Regions from separate parts of the Mus musculus genome. Here all the other regions are linked to region 2. The links are chromatin contacts, called in public HiChIP or PLAC-seq and promoter capture Hi-C maps. All regions are on one chromosome and are shown on one strand. Each heading gives the region's core, a stretch centred on a gene start, on an enhancer-like site or on the middle of the called end of the contact. The rest is flanking DNA. Distances are from core to core; before and after follow the strand shown.

Region 1 (4,560 bases), core at 74-2,573, 730 kb before region 2:
TGGAGAGGGGCGGGCATAGCTTGGTTAGAGCACCTGCCTAACACTGGGAAGACCCTGGGTGGGGCCCCTCTCCAAGACAAGATGCATCCAAAAGATGCTGCTGACATTGGGAGAAAAGCCAAAGATACTTTGCTCTGCTCTGCCTGATACAAACCTTGAACTTGAGGAAGCCAGCTGTGATGAAGTGTAATACCTTGTGGTAGGGAAGTTAAAAGTCCCCAGAGAGGAAGTAGAGTCCTGCAGGATTGGCCAATACAACTAATGTCATCCAACCTGTGTGACATTCTAGCTGTGACCAGAGCTCTGACCTCCCAGATAAAAAGTTCAAGATGAACTTTTTTTCTTTTTGTTTTTTGAGACACAGTCTCTCACTATGTGTAGACCAGGCTGGCATCAAACTCAGCTAAAACTGGTTCTGGAGTGCTACATGGGGCTTAACCTAGGGCTTCATACCTGCTTACTGAGTTAGGATTCCAAGGCTTAAGGCAGTCCTAAGAGATCATTTCACTCCCTGAAAACCAGGCAATATGCTTTTCTACACTTCTCTTACGTACTTGGCACCCCCAATCCCTTGAGATGCTTATACAGAGTGCTAGGAACATGAAAGCTTTCAAATCCCAGTCTGGAAGGCCAAAGGGCGGCTGCTTAAATCACGTGGCTCCTGTTATTTACCTTTCTGGACCAGCATTACAAGATATCTCAGGTGAGAAATGGAGGAATGGCGGGGGTTGTGAGAAAGAACCACAGAGAGGCTGGAATCGTCACACAGGGAAGCAGTGGCAAGAGGATCGACTCAAAGGCAGTCTGGGCAACATATGTCCAAGCCTTTCCTGAGCTATATATATCCTGAGCTATATATATATATATATATATATATATGGATCTAAGCTACATATATAGGGGACCTGTCCTTAAAAACAAAGCTGGGCAGTGGTGCAGCGTGCCTTTAATCAAGGAGACAAGAGGCGGGCAGATCTCTTTTGAGTTCAAGGCCAGTCTGGTCTACCGAGCTAATTCAAGATAGCTAAAGTTACATTGAAAAACAAAACAAAAAAATCCCAAACTAAGGGCTAGAATACCTAACCAGTGTCAGCGGCGGGAAGGTCTGGGAGGTGAGCAGCCGAACCCGGGTTCGTGCTCAGGGTCTGGTCTTAGGTGGTCCTCTCTCTACGCCTGCGCTAGTGAATCGCGGGGGCTTCGGAGGAGGTCGCTCTGTCGAGTCCGCCTCACGGGTTGCGGAGCTCCGCCCCCGCTGGTCCCTCCCGACCCGGTACAGCTGCTTCCGGGCTCGCACGGCTCCCGGAGGCCGCTCCCCGGACGCTGGGCCCCACAGCTACTCGCTGCGCGAGCACCCAGACGCCTGGGTCCCCAGGTAGGCCTGTACTGTGTCTTGCGTCTGCGATCTCCAAGGACATCTCTGTTCTGACCTTGCGGAGGCCGCGTCTCAGCTGCGCCCTCGCGGGACAGTAGGGCCACTTTTTGGAATGATAGCTTCCTAAGTTAAGGGATGCACTTAACTGACTGGAGTTCGCTAGACACTTCCATCCCGTCTTCCTCTCAACAGAGACTTCCTGTTCCTTGAGCTCCCTTGGGCAGCGATTTGAAGGTTCCTCAGTTTCAGGACCGAAGGACCCTGGGCCACCACCTTCTTTCCTTCAATGGAACACCACCTCTCCCCTTTCTGGGGCACCTTGGGATGTGGTCTTGGTGAGTGAAACTTGGGGTGCTGACTGCTGGGAAGGAAATCTGAAAGCACAGAACATTGTGGGGGTGACCCTGGCCTTATCGGGCTCTAGAAGTCTTGTTAGTGTGTGGGGTGGCAAATGGATTTCTTTTCCCTTAGACTGACACGGAAGCAGGCCATTTACCACACTTGGGGCTGTGTGAGTCCTTTCTGAATTCAGAGTAGGACAATATCACCAAGCAGACACCTCTTCTGAACCGGAACTGATTCTGGCTTCGGAGGAGATCCTGAGAATCTTACGCAGAGTCAGGAAGTGGTCACAGATTTGGGAAGCGCATTGCACAGCTCAGTCATGTTCCTTCGACGGCTTGGTGGCTGGCTACCTCGACCTTGGGGTCGAAAGAAATCAACAAAGGCTGATTTGCCTGCCCCAGAACCCAGATGGGTGGACAGCTCCCCGGAGAATTCGGGGAGTGACTGGGACAGTGCTCCAGAGACCATGGGAGATGTGGGGCCCCTTAAGACCAAGGATTCAGGAACACGGAGACCCCCCGGGGCTGCTCCAGAGTCTAGCAGGGACCTCAAAGTGGATCAACTGGGGAGCAAAAGAATGGATTCCCTCAAGCGGGACAAGACTGCCTCTACCATTCAAGAGCCTGCAAGACTGGAGTCTGGAGGGGCCATTCCCAAACTAGACTGGGATCCTGTGGATTCAGGTGGCGTGAAGAACCTTGGAGTGTCCGCTCAAGGGAGACTAGGCACCATTGGGCCAGAAGCCCTGTTGGAGAAACCTGGTCGCCGTCAGAAGCTGCTGCGTTGGTTACGGGGGGAACCAGGGGCTCCTTCACATTACCTGCAGGACCCAGAGGAGTACCTGCAGATCTCTACCAACTTGACCCTGCACCTGCTGGAGCTGCTTGCCACAGCCCTGCTGGCTCTGTGCTCCAGGCCACTCCGAGCCATCTTGGATGCTTTGGGCCTTCGAGGACCTGTGGGCCTCTGGCTTCATGGGCTGCTATGTTTCCTGGCCGCCCTACATGGGCTCCACGCTGTGCTGAGCTTACTTACTGCCCACCCCCTGCATTTTGCCTGCCTCTTTGGCTTGTTGCAGGCCCTGGTGCTGGCTGTCAGCCTCCGGGAACCTGTTGAAGATGAGGAGACCGCTGATTGGGAGAGTGAGGGGCAGGAGAGGGAGGCCAAGGAGCAGAGGGAAGGTCCCGGAAGGATGTTGTGACTGGGAGAGGGTGGGAGCAAAGGGTAAAGATAGTGGGGTGGCCTTTAGGAGGAAGGTGGGGAAACCCAGATTGTAAGCACAGAGACCTCAGGGATGGGGAGGAAACTCAGGCACAGGAGCTCCTGTCACACTTGACAGACAGGGCTGGCTAGGATGGCCAGTAATGGACAATGGGACATCACCATTGAAGTCACCAGCTTTTTTTTTTTTTTTTTTTTTTTTTTTTTTTGGTTTTTTTGAGACAGGGTTTCTCTGTATAGCCCTAGCTGTCCTGGAACTCACTCTGTAGACCAGGCTGGCCTCGAACTCAGAAATCCGCCTGCCTCTGCCTCCCGAGTGCTGGGATTAAAGGCATGTGCCACCATGCCCAGCAAAGTCACCAGCTTTTGTTATTTCTTGCTTTTACATTTACTCACTTTTTTTTTTTTTTAAATTTCCACCTCCACTTTTTAAAAGCAAAATAGAATAAAAGCAACCGTGGAGAACGGACACCACAGGGCCCTTTCCAAGCGCAGGGGTGGATGGGGCCAGAGGCAGGACAGAGATCTCTGCATTAAGAGTTGATGGGGAGACCCGTAGTGTCCCTTGGATCCTAGGACTAGAACCGTTTAGAGGAGAGTGAGGCTTTGAGGGAGAAGGGGCTTCAGGTGCCGCAGTACCTGCAGTGAGGGTCTGCAGGTCGGTGGGAGCCAGAAGAAACAGAGCTGCTGTGGGCTGGATTGGCATGAGGACCAGTACAGAAGAGCTGGCAGCTCTGAAGGGCAGTGGGGGAAGCACCGTGACTGCCTCTCCACTCAGGCATTGCTCACTCAGCAATAAATGTGCCACACTACATCCTAAATACACCAGTCTAATGTGAGAGGTTCCACTCAGTGTCCTTCCTGATGCCTGACAGCCGGGGGTGTGAGGTGGTGGAGGTGTCCGTCAGGGGGTGGGGTGGGAGGGGAGGGTCAAAGTGGAGAAATGATATCTTTGATGTCTGCAGACAAAACCCAGGAGATGAGGACTGACAAATCATCTTTATTATCCACGAGAGGGGGCAGGAGTCGCTGGCTTCTCCACTCGAAGCTGGGCTCCTATCTTGTCTGTCTAGGACACGGGTGAAGTCACTGGTCACTTGCTGGACAGCGGGCAGGCCTCTGTGGGGGGAGGAGGGAGAGAGTAAGAGGGTGGTCGTCCAGGGGAGGAGTGCCGTTGGCACTGGAGTAAGGTAGGAGACTCTACATCTGGCCCTCTCCTCCCTTTATCTAAAGCGGTGGTTCTCCAGCTGTGGGTCATGACCCCTTGGGGGGGGACGACAAACCACCCTTTCACAGGGGTTTCGTACAGATACCCTGCATGTGAGATACTTAAATGATTCATAAAAGTAGCAAAAGAGCAACAAAATAGTTTTACGGTTGGGGGGTGGGGTGGGGTGTCACCACAACATGAAGAACCGTGTTAAAGGGCGTTTGGAAGGTTGAAGACCACTGCTCTAAATTCTAAGAAACCTATCTTTCACCTCTTTTTTTAAATTTTTTTTAAGATTTATTTATTATATGTAAGTACACTTCAGACATTTTTTTCTTCTCTCTCTGGCCCCGCCTGTCTGGCCCCGCTCTCTCCTGCCCAAAGATTTCTTTATTTATGTAAGTACACTAGC
Region 2 (4,400 bases), core at 1,167-3,666:
AGGCTGGCCTTGAACTCAGAAATCTGCCTGCCTCTGCCTCCCGAGTGCTGGGATTAAAGGCGTGTGCCACCACGCCCGGCTGCAAAGAAAACTTTTAAACATGCATTTGGTATGTAATCCCAGCAGTCCCTGTAAAGGCTAGTAGGATCAGAAGTTCAAGCTCATCGTGGATTTTTGGGTTTTTGTTTTGTTTTTCCGCCCCCAAGGTCAGCTCAGTCTAAACTGCAAAAGATTCAAAAATGAAAAGCACTTGATGTTTTATCTTTTTGGTTGGGCTGGGGCTTGAACCTGGAGCTTCCTTCCTTTATGCATGCTAGGCAAAGCCTCTACCACTAAACCTTATTCCCAGCCCCTCACCTCTTTCCAAATATAGAAAAGCTGAAGATTTTTGTTCAGCAAGGATGAGCATATATACTGTCTGCACAGAAAGCAATGTTCAGACATGAAGTGAAAACACAGTATTTGAAGGTGGTCAAAGACACCCTAACACAAGGGCGAGACAAAAGGGACAGGTTTGATTCCACCTGCATAATAATATATAAAGTGTGGTGTGAATTCACAAAGGTAAGAGCAAATTGATGCTTGCCAGACCATGAGTACACAGAAGCTGTTCAAGGGGTCTAGTGTTCCCCTGTGGGGAGTTGAAAGACTTGGAATCAGAAAGAGGAAGTGATTGTACATAATGCAGAATATTAAGTACTAATGTATAAAAGGGTTGGGTTTTTTTTGCTTTATGAATTTCACTTCAATAAAAAAGTTGCTTACTTTATATTTTCCTGCAGTGAATTATGTATAAGCTTAGAGAACTATTGGTGGTTGGCACAAATGAGGCCCAACTCATGACAGGCAATTGCTTTACAACTCATTCACACCCCAGTTATATGCTTGATCTTTAAGGTTTTTCTTTTTTGGTGGTGCCGGGGGTTGAATCTAAGGCTTCCTGAAATGCTGCTCAAAAGCTTCACCGCTAAGCAGTAGTCCTAGACCATTGTTCATTTGATGCCTGTGGAGGCCAGAAGTCAGCCTTGGATGTCTTTCCTCGGGCCACTTTGTTTTTCTTTGAGATAGGGAATCTCACTGGGACATGGGGCACCCTTAGGCTGGGCTGGATGGACAGTGAGCCTTAGGCATTTGCCTCCCTAGAGCTTGCATTATGATTTAAGGAGGAAACAGGTTAAAGAGAAACCACACATAGTCAACTGCTTGTTTCCCACCTATAAGCTCTTCTGGGACCACTTCACAGTGTCTAGAAGATCAGTGGAGCCAGGATGTGATGCTAGGCCATAATCCCAGCACTTGGAGGCAGAGGCAAGAGGATCTGCTCAAGATGATTCTCAGCTACATAACAGCAAGTTCGAAGCCATCTTGCGCTACATGAAGATTCTGCCATTAAGGCGTGTACCACCACCTGGCTAGATTCTGCCATTAAAAATATATATACATTTTTTTTTTTTTGAGCAGTCCAAGTGGGGGCTGGAGAGAGCTCAGTGGTTGAGGGTACTGGGCTCTTCCAGAGGACCTGGGTTCAAATACCAGCACCCACATGGCAGCTCACCACTGTTACTCCAAGATCTGACACTCACATAGTTGCAAGCAAAACATCAATACACATAAAGGCAAAATAAATGTAAGTACAGAACTTCTTCAAAAACATTCACAGATGGAGCCCACTCAATACATTTCCCAAGCAGAGATCAGGGTGGGGAGGAAAAGTGCTATACAATGCATTAGAACTTGGTCCAGACGTCTTGGGAGCAACCAGCCTCCCTGCCCTTGCTCTATCTGTAATCTGAGAGAATCAGCTCTTGTCTTCTGAGGACCCTGTACTTGGATAGCTATGGTGATTGAGCCTTTCATTACTCGGTCTTTGGTTTTAGAGACAGGGTTTCTCTGTGTAGCCTTTGGCTATCCTAGAACTGACTATATAGGCCAGGCTGGCCTGGAACTTGGAGATCCATATGCCACCATCTCCCGACCTTGTCTCTCTCTCTCTCTTTTTTTTTTTAATGGCTTTTTCGGAACCGGTCTCCATATGCAGTCCAAGCTAACTTCAAATTCTCCTGCCTCACCCTTCCGAGTACTGGAATTACAGGCACGAGCCACCACACCCAGCTCTAAAACGGTCACTATACAAAAATCTATGTTGGGCGGGGTGGCGCCGTTTGTAACCCCAGCACATCAGGGATTGAGGCTGGAGAATAAGGAGTGATTATCTTTAAAAACAAGATGTTCTTTATGTTTCCACGCAAGGGAGGCTCTGTCTTCACTTTCCTCGAGAACACTGACAGCGCTGAGATTCGACCCACAAGGGTAGCCGCAGACCAGCTGCCCTGACGACGCCTGGGATTCCAACTCCGCGCTGTGACGCGCCGCTCGCGGTCCCCGCCTTGCCGCCAGCACCCCCAAGGAGGCGGGACCTGGGCAGGGCCAGCAGTCGCGGGAACCCTGAGCCCGCCTTCTCCTCAGGCTCCGCGCTGCTCGCCATGGCACCGGCGCTGCTGCTGGTTCCTGCGGCCCTCGCCTCCTTCATCCTGGCCTTTGGCACCGGAGTGGAATTCGTGCGTTTCACCTCCCTGAGGCCGCTGCTTGGAGGGATCCCGGAGTCTGGCGGTCCCGGTGAGCCGCAGGGATCCAGGGCGAGCTGAAGCGGAGAGGAGGAGCCGAAGCAGCGTGGCGAGGGCGGGGCATGGAAACAAATGACAGGGAAACCGCCAAAGCTGGGAGGCGCTGCTGGGAAGGGAGCGGAGGCTAAATCAGAAACTCCAAGATTAGTCTTGTGCAGAAAGCTGCGAGTGAAGACTGACAGAGTACGGCCCGGGGTGGGGGTGGGGTTTTGTGAGGAGAGCCAGGGGAAGGAGAAAGATAAAAAAGGGGAAACGCTGCTAGAAAACCCCAGACAGCGAGATGTGGTAGCTCACACCTTTAACCCTATTATTGGAGGGGGCAGAGGCAAACGGATCTCTTGATTGAAGGTCTATCATTACTGATTTCAAGGCCTGATCTATTGAGTGAGGACTATGTATGTAGAGATACCCTGTCTTGGAAAAGCAAACAAGAAAACCACACCAAAGACCACTTCCCTAGTCTCCTTGCTTGCTTGTGTGTGTGTGTGTGTGTGTGTGAATGAATATAATTGTGGAATGTGTGCTTGTGCTCCTGTGTGTGCAGTGCAAACGGCTGCTGAAGGACAACCTTGAGTTGTTTGTTTGTTTGTTTTTGGGTTTTTTTTTTCAGGGTATTTCTATGTATCCCCAGCTGGCTTGGAATTCAGAGGCCTATGTATTCTTTTTTTTTTTTTTTTTTTAAGATTTATTTATTTATTTTGGTGTTTTGAGACAGGGTTTCTCTGTATAGCTCTGGCTGTCCTGGAACTCACTCTGTAGACCAGGCTGGCCTCAAACTCAGAAATCCGCCTGCCTCTGCCTCCCGAGTACTGGGATTAAAGGTGTGGGCCACCATGCCTTTCTTTCTTTCTTTCTTTCTTTCTTTCTTTCTTTCTTTCTTTCTTAAGATTTATTTATTTTATGTATATGAGTAAACCTTAGCTGTCTTCAGACACACCAGAAGAGGGCATAAGATCCTATTACAGATGGTTGTAAGCCACCATGTGGTAGCTAGGAATTGAACTCAGGACCTCTGGAAGAGCAGCCAGAGCAGCCAGTGCTTATTGAGGGGGGAGGGGGGAGACAGGGTTTCTCTGCATAGCCCTGGCTGTCCTGGAACTCACTGTAGACCAGGCTGGCCTCGAATTTAAAAATCCACCTGCCTCTGCCTCCTAGCCAATGCACTCTCTCTCTTTCTCTCTCTCTCTCTCTCTCTCTTTTTTTTTTTTTTTGGTTTTCCAAGACATGGTTTCTCTGTGTAGCCCTGGCTGTCCTGGAACTCACTCTGTAGACCAGGCTGGCCTCCAACTCAGAAATCCACCTGCCTCTGCCTCCCAAGTCCTGGGATTAAAGATATGCACCACCACTTCCCTGCTCTAGCCAGTGCTCTTAACCGATGAGCCATCTCTCCAGCCCTATCTCCCACATATTCTTGGGACATAGTTGTTTTTTTTTTACAGAGACCTGAGGCAAACCAAGAGGTTCGATGGCTCACCTGGAACTGGGGTTATAGATAGCTGTGAGCTGCCATGTAGATGCTGAGAACCAAGCTGGGTCCTCACAGCAAGTGTTGTTAACCACTAAGACTCTCTGGGGATTCTTCTGTCCCTGCCTTCCCAGCACTAAAATTACTGGCACACACCACCATGCTGGGCTTGAATTCAGGTCCTCGGGCTTATACAACACTACATAGACTGAGCCATCTCCCCAGCCCTCCCACCTTGTTTTTAAAGGTGACCCTACCTAAAAACCTTCCCCAGGAGGAGGCCTAGAGAAGATGGAAGATTGAAGGAACAG
Region 3 (4,408 bases), core at 43-2,542, 860 kb before region 2:
ATCGAGACTTCATCACCTGGTTGGAAACAATGGTGGTTAGGTGTTGCATAGATCTGCCATGTTTGGCCCAATCCATTTCTGTACCTTGTAAAGGACCTGTAAGCACTCTTGTCTACAGCTGGCATGAAGTTTTTCTGCCTGATTTCTCTCTCCGTGTACTTTTGAATAATACAAAGACAACTTTACACAGTACACAAGAGATTATCCCAACAGGCCTTTCTCCCCCAACCCCCCTTTCTTTTCTTCTTCTTTTTTTCTTGGTTTTTCGAGACAGGGTTTCTCTGTGTAGCTCTGGCTGTCCTCGAACTCAAGAAATCCGCCTGCCTCTGCCTCACACTCATAAGTGCTGGGATTAAAGGCATGCGCCACCACTGCCAGGCTAGCAGTGGCCTCTCAAAAGCACTGCGAACTTATGTTTTCCCTCTAGGTTTGAGCTTTAGTAGACCAGCTGGAGTGCTTCTGCCTTTGGGTCCCCTGCCCTTCCTTCACGTGACTCCATGTCAGGCAGTGAGCGCTCAGCACCTAGAGCCCCTTTCCTGTTTTACCTGGGTTAGATCCGAGGATCTTCCGCGAACTGGCGGTGCACTCCGTTACCAAAAGCCTGACATGGCCTTGAGCACACCCCATCAGTACGCTTTCTAAAAGCATAAGATAAATACAAGCAAGAGACGCGGAACGCACGGTGCATTTACCAACGCCAGGGAATTACCAACCTTTCATTCCCTACAGCAACAGCTCCCAGCAGCCAGGCACTGCTTGTGAAAGACCCCCAAGCTGGGTAGTCAATCACTCTGAGGAGACCCTCCCAAGGATCAGCGAGGCCACGATTCGGATGCAACAGCAAAAGGCTTTATTGGGAACACGGGTACCCGGGCGACTCAGTCTATCGGATGACTGGCGCGCCGAGTGTGGAGTACTTACCCTTCTTATAGGGCTAGGGCTGGGGGGCAAAAAGCGCGGGTACAGAAGCGAGAAGCGAGCTGATTGGTTAGTTTAAATAAGGCTTGGGGTATTTCCCGGTCATTTGGGGAACCTGAAACTGAGGTGGGACTTTCCAGAAACTGTTGCTGGTTTCGCTTTATCTGAGTACCATCTGTTCTTGGCCCTGAGCCGGGGCCCAGGTGCTTGACCACAGATATCCTGTTTGGCCCCTGTCCCGGTATTATTCAGCCTTATTCTTTAACTAAACTTCCTTGTAACTTTTGAGAACTCAGCTCTGGTACTTTATCATGCCTTGCAAAATGGCGTTACTGCAGCTAACTTGCTAAGCCTTATGGTGGGGTCTTTCACTTGGAGCAGCCCGAGATTCTGCAGCTCGCCCTGCAAAAGGCGGAAACCTGGGACCAAGCACGCACTCCAGACACTAGGGCTTTCGTTTTCCCGCGCTCTAGACACGAAGACCCCGGGCTGCCCGCGGCGGCGCCTGACCCGAGGGCCACGGGCTGCCCGCGGCGGCGCCTGACCCAGACCCAGGCTCGTCCCGGCACGCGGGTTCCCGTCTCCGTGCTGCACGAGCCACTCTGGCCCCTGCTTGACCCGTCCGGCAGCGGTGGGCCGCGCACGGACCCTCGGGATCGCGCACGCACAGGCGGGGCCCGGCAGCCCTGCGAGGACCCGAGTCCGGAAACGTGCGCTGTCACAAAGGGGGGGACACGTGGGTGCCGCTGTCCCGGCCGCGTTCTCCCGCAGCGGGAGAGCTGCCTCCGCTGCCCGCCACCTCCACCCCGGCCGCCCTGTGGGGCCGCGGCCGTAGCCGGCCGAGTGTGATCGCCGCCTTCAGTACGTACACGCGGCGCGGCCTCCCCTCTCCAACCCGAGGGGGCGGGCGATCGGGGTCCCGCCTCCTCCTCTAGGCGCTGCTGGCGGCTGCTCGGCCAGGCCTAGGGTCCGGCCGGGCGCCTGCGTACCTTGCAGCACGTGCTCAGGTCCCCTCCTCAATCTGCCGGGTCTCTCCTCAGGTCACTGCACCGCGTTCGGACCCTGCACAGCCATGTCCATCCTCTACGTCTCTCCTCACCCCGACGCCTTCCCCAGCCTCCGAGCCCTCATCGCTGCCCGATACGGGGAAGCTGGTGACGGTCCCGGGTGGGGAGGCCCTCACCCCCGCATCTGCTTGCAGCCTCCCCCGAGCAGCCGGACTCCATTCCCTCCGCCTCGCCTGCCCGCCCTGGAGCAGGGACCTGGCGGCCTGTGGGTGTGGGGGGCCCCGGCTGTAGCTCAGCTGTTGTGGCCTGCAGGCCTGGGGGGACCCGGGGGCAGCCGGGCAGCTGTCCTGGTCCAGCAGTGGGTCAGTTATGCTGACACGGAGCTCATACCCGCTGCCTGCGGGGCGACCCTGCCTGCCCTGGGACTTCGAGGTCCTGGTCAGGATCCCCAGGTGAGAGGGAAGAAAAAGGGAGAAATTCTGACTACACAAACAGGATTGGGAAGAATCCCACGAAAAAAGTCGGTTGTCAGGCGGTCGCATCTCTGCCTGCCACCTGGTGTAGTAACTTTGGGAACACTTTTTCTCGAGCCTTGGTCTTCTATGTCTGAGAATGCAAGATGATGAAATCTCTTCCTTCCTCCGGGGGTGTGATACATGAGCGCCCGGGAGTGGAGCGTGGTTTTGCTGTTTTCACTACGTTTGGAGTGTGTGTGTGTGTGTGTGTGTGTGTGTGTGTGTGTCTTTAAATTAGGTCTCGCTCTAACTGAATGGCTCGGAACGAACGCACTGGTGTGCCAAGCATTCCCAAGTCTGTCTTTGGGTTTCTGTTGCCATGTTTAAAACAACATGACCAAAAGCGCCTTGGGAAAGAAAGGAATTGTTTCAGGTTACAGCTCTCCATCACTGAAGGAAGTCAGACCAGTGACTGGAAGCAGAAACAAAAAGAGGCCGTGCAGGACCGATACTTTCTGGCTCACTTTCCACAGCTTGTTCAGCCTGCTCTTTTATACCGTCCAGGGCTGCTTTGCCAGGGGTGGTATCCCCTACAATGGACTGGCCCTCCACATAATCATTAGTTAAGAAAACGTCCCCACACGCTTACCCACAGGCCAGTCTGGTGGGGACATTTTCCCAATTGAGTTTCCCACTTCGCACGGGCCACTGGCTTAGGTGAGGTTGACAAGGCCCTGGTTGGCAAGTGTGACAGGGATGCAGGATGTGAGCGGTTTTATGTTGAACTGTAGGGAAGACTGGGGAGAGATGACAGTTGCTGGGAGGAGTCAGAGGAGGCTTGAAGTTGAAGGAGAGGCAGGGAGAGGACAGATGACACACCAGATTGTTTCTGTGAGTCCTTCCAGGGTAGACCTGTGTCTGCCTTAACTGAAAGCTCTGCCCCTGCAGGGTAGGGAGTGCATGGTGGCTGCCTAGTGTCACTTCAGTGGGGGAATGAAGGAACAGTGCAGATGGTGACTGGCTTCTTCATATCTGGATGGACTAACAGAGAGCCTCATTCCTGCGGGGTAGTACTTCAGACCTGCGCTCATTTGTGGTTTTCCTGGGTGAAATCTATTGATGCCCAGACCTGGCAGTCTTGTTTCATATAATCCTTTAACTTTAGAGCCTGATATGTTTCCTTGGACTCATAAACTTAAGTGTTTAGTGATAACTTGTTGGATAAATCACACACACAAAATACTTGTGTGTATTCGATTTTTATTTTATGTGTATAAGTGTTTTGCTTGTGTGTGTGTGTGTGTGTGTGTGTGTACACTTGTGTGCCTAGTGGCCAAGGAATCTGGGGACATGTAACGAGGTGTTGTCATAACTTGGTTTACGGACTGTTGTGCACCACCATGTGGGCTCCTGGAACCAAACTCTCTAAGAGCAGCCAGTGTTACAAACGCTGATCTGTGTCATTCACCTCTCCAGTCCTATAATGTATATAATCCAGGGGCCTCCTGCATGCTATGCTAAGTACTCTTCCTTGAACTTTCAGCCAGACTAGAGTTTTGTTGTTGCTTTAAGACAGGGTCTTAACTATGTAGCCTTACCTGAAGTGGGACTGGTTGTGAAGACTAGCAAGCTTTAAAGGCAGATCCCTCTGCCTTGCCTTCGGAGACCTAGGGTTAAGGGCATGGTACCACACCCAGGAGAACTATTTATAGTGACCTTGTGAATGAGGAAGGAAGGAGCCTGAGACCTGGTGGTCAGTGGCTTGAGTCTGGGAAGGTCGTGGACAGGTGGAGTAGTGGCTCTTAACCTTGCCCAGGTCAGGACCCTTCTGAGGGGATGGAAATGACCCTTTCACGGGGGTCACCAAGAAAAACATTGAAAGACAGATATTAAGATTCATTACCATAGCAATGCCACAGTTATGAAGTAGCAACAAACGTAATGGGGGGTCATGACCCTTTCACAGGGGTCGCCTAAGAAAAACATTAAAAGACAGATAATGGGCTGGAGAGATGGCTCAGCAGGTAA
Region 4 (4,194 bases), core at 157-2,656, 800 kb before region 2:
CGAGTATTGTAGGGAGAACATTGTGGAGAAACTCTCTGAGGGCGTGTGCACACAGAAAATGATGGATAGGCCTAAAAAGGGGCCCAGTGCTGGAGCCTGAACACAGAGCCCACGCTCACAGCCCCAGAGCTGAAACCTTGGGAAAGAACCAGTGGTTGATCCTGGGAATCTTGCTGGCTTTGAGTAGGAAGAGCAGGGCACGAGGATCAGAGGGGTCTGTGGGTCATCATGAAGCAAATGATGACAGTACATTCTGGTGGCAGCATTGGACATGGAGAAAGGTACAGAGGACAGTGACCTGCTACAGACAAGGCCTTGTGTGGTTGGTGGTGCATGCTTGCAATCACTTTTATCCAAACACTGAAGGTAGACATAAGGAGAGGGAGATTTCAAAGTCAGCCTCAGCCATAAGAGAGCCTGTCTTTAAAAGGAGTGGAAGCGGCGGGTTAGGGTCCTGATAAGTCCTTGTGTGGGAGAGGAGATGGTGTACTCTGACCCCAGTTTCTGGCTTGGACAACTTGGGTTCTTCAAGAGCTTTCAGAGGAGGACCCAGGGGATGGCTTAAGAAATGACTGAGTCAGGTTTGACAAGCCTTGGGCAAAATGCCTGAGGCCATCTGGACAGAGTGAACTAGGTCTGAGATCTGGCTTGGAAGGACTACTGTGTATCATTTGGGGGCTGAAGATTGATTGGCCAGCTTCCTAGAAGAGTACGGAGGAGAAACAAAGAGATGAGCAGAACAGTGCTACTACAAAGACAATAGCAACAAAGTAAACCCTGGTTTAAACAGGGGTGAATGTTATCTGGTGGTAGGACATCACTGGCAACCTTTCAGTGGATGAGCAGCAGCAGCAGCCAATGAGCAGGGGGAGTGCAGTCAGACCGGTAACGAGGCAGGTCTATGTCTAAAGTTTGAAATGCTTCATTGGGCCAGGCAGTGCCTTTAAACTCAGAAGTTGGGAGGCAGAAGCAGATGAATTCTCTGAGTTCAAGGCCAGCTTGGTCTATGGTCTACGGAGTTCCAAGACAGCCAAGGCTATACAGAGAAATCCCAGTCTTGGGGGGGGGCGCGAAGAAAAAGCTTAACAGGCAGCTTGATCATCTTTAGAGAGGGCAGCAGTGGAGAAGGAAAGATGTTACAGAAGATGGAAGTGACAGAAAAAAAGTTGACCATTGGCAGAACGCAAACCAGGTAGTCAGTCGCCTCTATCAGTGCCTCTGTCCATGGTGCCTGCCCCTTCTAGCTGAGGTTATACAGGGGAGCCCCAGATAGAAAGGGTTGGCAGAACAAGGGCTTCCCTTTATACTACAACCGCATAGACAGTGGAGGCATCACCAGAAACCACTGTGGACATCCGGCGGTGCCTCCCGAGGACAGAGTGGTCCAGATCAGCGTAGTGCAGGCTCTGGAGGAGGTAGAGAGAGGACGGTAGTATGGTCTCATCAATCTGACCCCTTAGCTTGGAATCAAAGCTTTTTTTCTTTTCCCCACTGTGGGTAAAGGCGACTATGTAGCAAAGCCTGGCTTTCATCTTCCTGCTTAAACCTCCAGAGTGCTGGGATTACACTGCTGCTCCACAGCAACCTAGCTAGGCTGCTTTCTTGGCCCTCTTTCCTCCGGGATTCTGGCCTTTTTCCCATCCCCAGGCCCTTACCGGCTCCTGGTCCAGGTGGCCTGAGATCTTGGACTCCTGTTCTAAAGGCCTCTGTGGCTCAGCATTTATGACTGGAGCTATGTGGGAGGGAGGGACAGAACTGAAGGGTGAAGAGAAAATGACCAACTTTGTCTGCTCCTCGCAAGGACTCAGACTCAAGAACTCAGGGTTAGGGATTGTGCGGGTAGGATAGGGAAATTGAGTGCAGTTAATCTCACCAAATGTGGGTAGTGGTCCAGGCGGGGGCGGGGGTGGGGGCGGAGGCGAGAGTCTGTAAGGAAGTCCTTGAAGAGTCACCAATCTCGTCTTACTGGTTCCTCGGCCGCAGGCGGCGCCAATAAGAACTGTGCAAACTGCAGTCTCCGACCAGCAAAACAACTTAGGCTCCTCTGGAACCAGGTCCCGCCCACTCTCTGGGCTTTCTGACCTTTCAGTTTGGTTTCTGCAGCCTCGGTTCCCTACTCCAGCCTGTAGCCTAGCACCCAAGGGCTGACCTCTCACATTCTTTTAACAAACGCCAGGCCTCCAGACACTTCTTTTTCTTTGTAAAGGTTAGGGCTCTGCCCCACCTCTTTCCCCACGCCCTGACTGGTCACACCCTGTTTCAAGCCAGGCTCCGCCTCCAGTGCTCACCTGCGCCGCCGCCAGACCACGCCCGCGACTCCCAGTCCCAGCACAAGCCCAACGCCCAGGAGCGGAATCAGGACCTTGGGATACTCGTACCCTAGGGAGACCGCGAGGCAGGGAGAGATGCCGTGGTCAGGGGTACAGACAATAGGGTTCTACTAACTTTACCGCTCTGTAAGATTCCGCCCCGCTTTTTGTCCCGCGTGTGTGTCCAAATTAAGTGCCCCTGTGCATCTGGGCCTCGACCTACCGTGGGTAGATCCTGCAGGCCGGCAACCTGCCTTGTCCCCTAACACTTGAAGCACTGTGCGACTCTCATTCTCGTGGCGTCCTTTGCAGAAAAAGGTTCCAGAATCCCCGGCGCTCAGCAGCAGCTCTAGCCGCTTGATACCATTGTCCAGGGAACGCAGGCGGCCAGAGAAATGCTGGAGCACAGTTGGGGTCCCTCTCGTCGAGGCCCACAAGATCGGACGGCGCCCTTTAGACAAGCCCTTGCATGCTGGGAAACTAGGCGCCCAAGCCCAGCGGGTGGGGTCGGAGACCCCTATGCAGGAGAGATTCACCCGGTCCCCAGGGCTGCCCTCCAAAGAAACTAGGAAAGGTGGGGGAGGGAGATAGTTAGGGCTAGTTTATCAGGCGCTCTCTCTGTCTCTCTGTCTCTGTCTCTCTCCCACCCCCCCGCCCCGCCGCGTGCGCGCGCGCGCGCGCACACACACACACACACACACACACACACAAGGTGATCCTAGTTGTCTCAGTCTTTCTTTGCCCATCACAACTTCCCAGGGATGGCCTACCCTCGGGATTCCCCTGGACCTTTGAGAGCAACAAAGGCAGCAGCGGCAGGACCAAGGCCATGGTTGGGATGTGGTGGTCAGAGGCGGGAGTGAATCAGCAGGGAGACCGGAGGGAAGCAGAGGGGCAGGGATGGGGATCCTGCCGGACTGGGGGCTCAGATAAGAGCGAGTGTGAGGCCACCAATTTCTGGATCCCTCTAGGAATCCTCAAGCCAACATGCAGTCTTCGAACTTTGAAATGATTTTAAATTTTGTGCTTGAAACCTTTTGCAAAGGCGCTATGCTTTTTTGCGAACAACTACCATGGCCCCAAAGTACCACAAATACTGAAGCTCAGCTTCCTGAGTTCGAATCCTGAGTTCATCCAGCCACACAGTAGCTGGGTGATGTGAGCAAGCCACTTAATCCCTGCCTGTTCCCTCATCAGGAAAATGGAGCTAAAAGCATGTGAGAACCAAATCAATACATTGAGAGAGTCTAAAGCAATAGATGACATATGGGAGTACTCAGTGTATGACATGGTCATTATTATCTCTATCTTAGTTCCTATCTCACCTCTGTGTGCCCATGATGTTCCTCCCTACCCAATGGGCTCCTCCCTACCCAATGGGCTCCTCCCTACCCAAGGGACTCCTCCCAAACCCAAGTCCAAGTGGGGTGAGGGCTTCCTTGGCATGTTATACAGCCTCAGCCCCGCCTCTCTGACATCACAGAAACCCTCCATGATGCCATAAGCCCTTCTTTATCTTGTGGCTGAGCATCAGTTGGAAGACTGGCTGGGGAATGGATCTACATTAATTCACCTGTTTCGTCAATTTCTGCTGGAATGTCTGATCAATGTCCTCCCATCCCTAGGCACCCAAAGTTGCTGAAACAACTCAGTTACTGTCTGTTTCCTGGGAACTAGCAGAAACTAGTGTTGTGGCTGTCTAAGTCACAGAGGCTTTTCTGATGCTCTCTCCAGGGCAGGGGGCCCTCAGCTGGGGGTCCTGAATCCAAGATCCAAAATGGAGTTGCCCACTAGTGACACTTTCCCCCTCCTATCTCCCTCTCCTGTCTCCCCTTCCTACCCAGGCCCTCTTGGACCCTTTCCACCTCTAGTCTTTCTCTTTAGT

The links. Promoter capture Hi-C pulls out the DNA fragments that hold promoters and counts their contacts. HiChIP or PLAC-seq counts read pairs in DNA pulled down with a chosen protein or histone mark.
Region 1: a FOXA1 HiChIP or PLAC-seq map of pancreatic cancer cells shows a contact between it and region 2. The contact joins the promoter of D17H6S53E here to the promoter of Nrm in region 2. A contact is called at or near these places in 8 of 39 promoter capture datasets (cranial neural crest, embryonic stem cells, frontonasal cranial neural crest and 4 more), 4 of 115 datasets of contacts at active chromatin or transcription factors (astrocytes, bone marrow-derived macrophages, memory CD8 T cells and 1 more) and 2 of 9 other capture datasets (adipose tissue and liver).
Region 3: a promoter capture Hi-C map of pre-B cells shows a contact between it and region 2. The contact joins the promoter of D17H6S56E-5 here to the promoter of Nrm in region 2. A contact is called at or near these places in 2 of 39 promoter capture datasets (cranial neural crest and pre-B cells) and 2 of 115 datasets of contacts at active chromatin or transcription factors (embryonic midbrain and pancreatic cancer cells).
Region 4: a contact with region 2 is called in a promoter capture Hi-C map of cranial neural crest. The contact joins the promoter of G6bos here to the promoter of Nrm in region 2. A contact is called at or near these places in 1 of 39 promoter capture datasets (cranial neural crest) and 1 of 115 datasets of contacts at active chromatin or transcription factors (pancreatic cancer cells).

Annotation. Positions count from the first base shown.
Region 1 is chr17:35,125,079-35,129,638 of GRCm38.p6, forward strand. D17H6S53E (DNA segment, Chr 17, human D6S53E) reads left to right here and starts at 1,324. Exons shown (of 3, transcript NM_033477.2): 1 at 1,324-1,372; 2 at 1,565-1,707; 3 at 1,844-3,777. The coding sequence starts at 2,037. The coding sequence ends at 2,918. It overlaps Gm20522 (predicted gene 20522), which reads right to left and starts at 1,265. Exons shown (of 3, transcript NR_168268.1): 1 at 1,080-1,265; 2 at 155-237. It overlaps Apom (apolipoprotein M), which reads right to left. Exons shown (of 6, transcript NM_018816.2): 6 at 3,919-4,057. The coding sequence ends at 4,032.
Region 2 is chr17:35,858,902-35,863,301 of GRCm38.p6, forward strand. It overlaps Nrm (nurim (nuclear envelope membrane protein)), which reads left to right and starts at 2,417. Exons shown (of 4, transcript NM_134122.2): 1 at 2,417-2,616. The coding sequence starts at 2,484. It overlaps Mdc1 (mediator of DNA damage checkpoint 1), which reads left to right. Exons shown (of 16, transcript NM_001010833.2): 16 at 1-769.
Region 3 is chr17:34,999,454-35,003,861 of GRCm38.p6, forward strand. It overlaps D17H6S56E-5 (DNA segment, Chr 17, human D6S56E 5), which reads right to left and starts at 1,293. Exons shown (of 2, transcript NM_033075.3): 1 at 714-1,293; 2 at 1-16. The coding sequence starts at 720. Vars (valyl-tRNA synthetase) reads left to right here and starts at 1,454. Exons shown (of 30, transcript NM_011690.3): 1 at 1,454-1,779; 2 at 1,959-2,377. The coding sequence starts at 1,991.
Region 4 is chr17:35,063,031-35,067,224 of GRCm38.p6, forward strand. It overlaps G6bos (G6b opposite strand), which reads left to right and starts at 1,407. Exons shown (of 1, transcript NR_001462.1): 1 at 1,407-2,566. Mpig6b (megakaryocyte and platelet inhibitory receptor G6b) reads right to left here and starts at 3,154. Exons shown (of 6, transcript NM_001191012.1): 1 at 3,080-3,154; 2 at 2,533-2,874; 3 at 2,289-2,379; 4 at 1,874-1,926; 5 at 1,656-1,732; 6 at 1-1,406. The coding sequence starts at 3,140. The coding sequence ends at 1,302.